2 separate regions of the Pan troglodytes genome follow, and region 2 is linked to region 1. The links are chromatin contacts, called in public capture Hi-C maps. All regions are on one chromosome and are shown on one strand. The core of a region is the stretch at or near the end of the contact, and the rest is flanking DNA. Distances in the headings are between cores, read along the strand shown.

Evidence for each region. Capture Hi-C pulls out chosen DNA fragments and counts their contacts.
Region 2: a capture Hi-C map of stem cell-derived neural stem cells shows a contact between it and region 1, with 7 times the contacts expected there. The contact joins two enhancer-like sites. A contact is called at or near these places in 5 of 7 Hi-C or Micro-C datasets (blood, induced pluripotent stem cells, a lymphoblastoid cell line and 1 more), 1 of 1 datasets of contacts at active chromatin or transcription factors (stem cell-derived excitatory neurons) and 1 of 1 other capture datasets (stem cell-derived neural stem cells).

What each region holds. Positions count from the first base shown.
Region 1 is chr11:77,628,974-77,631,770 of NHGRI_mPanTro3-v2.0_pri, forward strand. No RefSeq gene overlaps it. Among named protein-coding and RNA genes, the nearest start is that of ALDH1B1, 31 kb to the left of the region's middle. Within about 2 kb of position 1,373, at least 1 of the 24 cell types and tissues checked has an H3K27ac peak or open chromatin away from gene starts, as enhancers often do. A contact at or near this core is called in stem cell-derived neural stem cells, where this site is marked.
Region 2 is chr11:78,062,769-78,065,565 of NHGRI_mPanTro3-v2.0_pri, forward strand. No RefSeq gene overlaps it. Among named protein-coding and RNA genes, the nearest start is that of SLC25A51, 13 kb to the right of the region's middle. Within about 2 kb of position 1,368, at least 9 of the 24 cell types and tissues checked have an H3K27ac peak or open chromatin away from gene starts, as enhancers often do. A contact at or near this core is called in stem cell-derived neural stem cells, where this site is marked.

The DNA of each region.
Region 1 (2,797 bases), core at 123-2,622:
TGTGCGAACATCATAGAGTGAACTTACACAAACCTAGATGGCAGAGCCTACTACTAACTGAGGCTGTACGGAATAGCCTATTGCTCCCAGGCTACAGACCTGTACAGCAGGTACTGCGCTGAACACTGTAGGCAACTGGAACACAATGGTAAGTATTTGTGTATCTAAGCATAGCTAAACATAAAAAAGGTACAGTGAAAATACCATATTATAATTTGGGCCACTATCGCATATGTGGTCCGTCATTGATGGAAACTTCATTATGTGATACATGACTATGGAGGTACATAAACACCAGCAAGTACGCACGCAAACATGTACTCATGAACACGGTCACGGTGCCATAAAATACACACACAGAGGTGCACGAAGCACATATCCACATACACGGTAGATATGTTCAGATACACACATACAGGTTTACATAGGTTCATCTACACACACATACACACACACACACGCACACAGACCATTAATCCATACATGCATGTAGCCGATTATCATTGGCAGACAAACAGCCACGTGCAGAGTGTCATGAATACACATTCTGACATGCAGACTGAAGCATAAAAACATAGACATGCATCCGTGGCTAAACATCAACACGTGTGCACATACGTGTACTCCCTAGGCTGGGCCTTTGCTACTTCACTTGTTCAAAAAATGCAATCCCTTGAGGGATGATTAACACTGTGGTGTTTTCTAAAGAAAACAATGGAAATGTCAACTTCATCATCCCTATGGAACTGTTTTATTTGTTAAATGTTAGTGAAAGGCATTTCTAATAATGTACTGAGTCTTTTAAGAGAAAAATAGTAGCCCTGCTCTGACAAAGCAGAAAACCCAAACCATAGTTTCGCAAACACCTAATTAACACATGGAAGGCTCAGAGCTACTCTAAAAGACATTCTGTTTTTTTTTTTAAAGTGGAGAAATTTCAGATTCAGATAAAACCAAAAAATTATGTGAAGTTGAAGAATTGTTAGGTCCAAACAAGTCCTTCCTTCTCAGAAAGGGTGATGATAAAGAAACATGGAGACTTTGCAAATGATTATCAGATGGCCAGGCCTGGAAATTTGCCTTTGATAAGACAAAGACATTAAAATAAAGGAAAACATGAAAGGAGAGAGAGAGAAAAGGGCCTATGAAAACAGTTGACTCTATAATAACATTGCAGAGCTGAGAAAAGTCAGCTGTCAGAAATGCATTCCGCTTGGCAGCCAAGCCCTGCCATGAACTGCGAGTGGAGCACACTCCAGCAGAGGATCCAGGGGGTGTGAGCAGCTTTGCATGGACACACGCTGTTTATTGCTCGCCTCTCTTCACAGGATCCTCAGAAGGCAGGGGAGGATGCTCAGGGTCTGGGCAGGACACCCAGGTCCAAGTCCCATTTCTGCCACCCCCATAGCGGCTCCCTGCTCATCCCTGGGTCTCGGTCTCCCTAGGTATACAGTGAAGAAGTTGCCTTCTCTAATCGCTAAAGTTCCTTCCTGCTCTGACACTATCATTACCAGCTCCCTGCACCTCTGACACCCCACTGCATCTGGTGACCGGAATCACTGCAAGTGGCTCTGTTTGTGCATTTAACAAAGTGCTGGTTCCAGCCCATCAGCTCAATACCAGGAAACAATAGCTCAGGAATAGATAAAAGGCATTCATCAGGCAGCCAGGCCCAATTATCATGTCACGCTGAATGAATGTATTTTAAAATCTTTTCTGACAAGAAAATGTTCCATGTAGGTACCTTCAAATTAGCTGGAAAATCCAGAAAATTTGCTATTAGGCCTTCTTTGAAGAACCTTTATTCCCCCCCACTGTTCCAGAGGAATTCCTTGGATATTATTAATTCCTTCCAAGAGTGTGACCTTGTGCCTCCTGCTGGGACTGAGACACTTTTCCTGTCTGCTCAACTCCACGGGAGCCATTGCAGATGACACACACATGGCCCGAATGGGAGATCACCTGTCCATCAATTTCAAGTGTCTGATGGGCGCTAGTGGAAATTCTATTCAGTTTTGCTCCACCAGCATTTGCTGAGCATCTGTTGTGTGTCTATGAGCCCTGCAATAAGAGCTGAGTCCACCCAGCTCTTGCCCCTGAAGGGAGACTCCACTAAAGGGGGCATGCTTACAAACAGATCAGTGTCAGGGGGAGGTCATGTACCAGAGCTGAAAGCCAGACAGACTTCATTTTGAAGCCTGATACTGGCTGTGTAACTTTGGGCAGGGGACTTCACCTCTCTGAGTCTCACTTTCCTCACCTCCAGAATGGGGGAGAGACACATAACTCTGGGGGTTGTTGTGAGGAGGGACAGTTTCAGGGGAGGCAGGCCATCCCTCCCTTTGACCCACATTGTGGTCAAGGCCTGGCACCCCAGCCTTGTCCCTGGCTCCCTGGGCTGAAGGGTTGTTTCTGACCTCTTCTCCACTCACAACACACAGCAATCTTTCTGCGGCTTTATCTTCAGCTTCATGGTGCAGATGGCTCCATGTGGCTGTGGCCTGGGAGAAGAGATTTCTTTGGCATGGTGAGAAATTGTGTCAAATGTAGAGCTACCTGGAACTCGTGGCTCTGGTGTGGAGATCTGAAAAGGCAACAGCAAGCACTTGGTGGAAAAGAGACTGACTCAGGGTATTAATTCCCAAGTGAATACAGAACAATCTGCTTGCATCTTCATGTGACTGTGGGTTTGTGCAGGAGCAGTTGCTAACTACGGGAGATTTCTCATCAACCCACAGAATTCCAGGGCTGGAGGGGGATCTTAGAGGCCAGCTAGTTCTTGTTTTACAAGTGGGGA
Region 2 (2,797 bases), core at 118-2,617, 430 kb after region 1:
CCTGGCCCACCTGGGCAGAGCACAAGGGGCCGAGTTTGAACGTCATCAGCAGGTTCAGACATCAGTGCTGCTCATGTCTTTAGAGACTGTTTGGAGGTGGTTCCAGCTCACTGTTCACATGCAGAGACACAGGCCCGGAGAAGGAGGACTCGCCAAGGCCACGTGTCGAGCTGGGACTGAGCCCTGCCCCTTTAGGTAGCTGCATGGACTTCAGCGGTTTGTGCAAAGCCCTGCCCTTGGTGACCCGCCTTTAGTGACCAGTCTGCCTCTTGGGTCTTCCTCCCAGGCCTTGTCTGGCACGTCCACGTGGCCCAGCCCTCATAGAGACCACGCTGGCTGTGGCCTGGGTTTAGTCTCTTAAAGAAGCCAATCCTTTCCTTGCCTGTTTGGCATTTCCTAAAACATCCCTCAATGAGGGAGGAAGGCAGGGACACCCTGGAACGATTCGTGCTTTCCTTTGGGGGAGTGGGAAGGTAGGTAGGAAATGACAAGATGAGTGAGGAGTTGGCACTTGGCCAAACAGAGGAGCCTGGACCCCAAGGCTTATCCTCAGAGGAGGCCCAAGAGAGGCTGAGGAAGAGGGGGAACAACCCTCCGGCGGGGGAGGAGGGTGAGACCTCACACTGGCAAGTTCAGGTCCGGCCACTTCCTGAGGCTGCTGGGTGGGGCCGCACCTCACGGTCCTTCCCTGTAGACCATCTTCCCGGGCACATTGCTCCTCAGAAAAGGCTCTGGGAGGGTCTCAGTGGAAGCTGGCAGCTGTGCCCTCTGGCCCTGACTTGGCCTCTTAGGGTATTCCTGGGACCCTCCCTCTGTCCCTGGCCTTCGTCTTCCTGAAGTTTCCCTGGGAGGCCCAACCTCCTGCCCCTCTCAGGGACAGAGGCCAGCAGAGGAGCCAGCTTACAGGATGGGAGCTGCTGAAAAGAATTTTTTTCCCTTAATTTTATGAACCTCTCCCTCTTCTTCCTCTAATTGTGACCGTTTCCTCTGTCAGCCTGTATTCATGTTTTCTTGGACATCTAACAATTGAAACAGCTTTTCCCTTTCAGAAACACTCACATTCAGGTTACTGGCTTTGGTTTGGTTTTTGTTTTGGGTTTTTGTTTTTTTTTTTCATCTGCTGCCAATTAATTGGGGAAAAAATTGAGCTGGATTTCTTTGAGAGAAAAGAAAAGCTCCTGCCACACAACGTCGCGCCCTCGGCATTTTGTCTGAGAACCTCCAGCACTAGCAGCTGTTTCTGTGTCTCCCTTCTTTGCTGGCTTTATTATTGACCATAATGCCTGACCACTTGAGCAACTCTGTCCTTGAGCGCTGAGGAGTCAAGGGCCCTTCTGGCAGCCCCCCAAACAGGATGGCGCCCACAGAAAGAAAGGAGGCTTTATAGGGGAAGAGGGCCCCACTGCCTGCCAGTCCCGTCCTGAAGTCAGAAGAATGGCCCAGGCTGACACCCTCTCCTGGAGAGAGGCTCACAGCGTAGCTTTTCCCAGGAAAGGGGTGCAAAGACTCCGAGGCTTCAGGAGGCAGGCCCTGTCCTCACAGGGCGGCTGTGGGCCGGGGCCCCTCTGTGGCCTGAGAGTGAGCAGGAGGGAAACCTGAAGCAGCTACCCGCAAGGCGCCCGGTCAACAGGGTGGAGCTGCAGGCTCCCTCTGCCCATTCCCAGAACCAGCGGCCCCCTTTGTAAGATGCTGAACACGAAGTTCCGGTAGCTCCCCAGACGCTGTCTCAGAAGTGGTGATGTCATTGACCAAGGGCCTGGCAAGGACCGGCAGCCAGGGTCCCCATTTGCTCTTGCAGCCCTAGGGACTGTGCAGGTAGAAGCCCTGCCAGCAGAGCAGGCTGGCGTTTGGTGTTGGCCCACAGACACCCGTGAAGGGTCATGGCTGAATCAGGCAGCTGTCCAGCCAACTGTCTCTCCACCCTTTCAGAATTGGTGATCAGCGAAGACCAAATTCGGCAAGCCATCCAGAGGGAGTGCAGGGCCCACAGTCTTAGATGTGGGCGCACCTCCCAGAACCCCACGGGGACTTGTTCACAGGCGCGCTTGGAACACAGGTGCCCCTTGGCCTTTCCACCTCCCTCCTTGGGGCTGTTTGCATCCCTGCCAGGAGCCTTAAACCAGCCACCTACTGCTGAAGTCTCTTGTAACATTCCAAATCTATGTGACACACTGTATAATGATGAATATTTAATGTGAAGCTCTTAATATACTACAAGTGTCTTGTTTACCATTTGTCTTTTTTTTTTCTTTTTTTTTTTTTTTTCTTTTTTGAGACAGGGTCTTTCTCTGTTACCCAGGCTGGGGTGCAGTGGCACAGTCTCCACTCACTGCAGCCTTTGCCTCCCAGGCTCTGGTGATCCTCCTACCTCAGCCTCCCACATAGCGGAGACTACAGACATGCACCACCATGCCCAGCTAATTTTTCCATTTTTAGTAGAGATGGGGTTTTGCCATGTTGGCCAGGCTACTGGTCTCACTCCTGGGCTTAAGGGATCCTCCCACCTTGGCCTCCCAAAGTCCTGGGATTACAGGCGGGGGGCCTGGCCACACAGTGTCTCATTTAAATGCACCTCCTTGAGCATGCATGATTTTTGTTTGTTTGTTTGTTAATGCAGCCATGTGCCCCAGGAATCTAGCTGGACTGCCTTCTGCTTGCAAAAGCTGAGCTCTTGCCATCAGCTTCCAAAGGTGGATTGTTAAAGGAAAAAGCAACCTTTCTGCTTCCTAATTATGAGGAAGAGAGAGGCCTAATGAGCTCAATGGAAATACATGAATTCGTTCAGCAGACATTCATT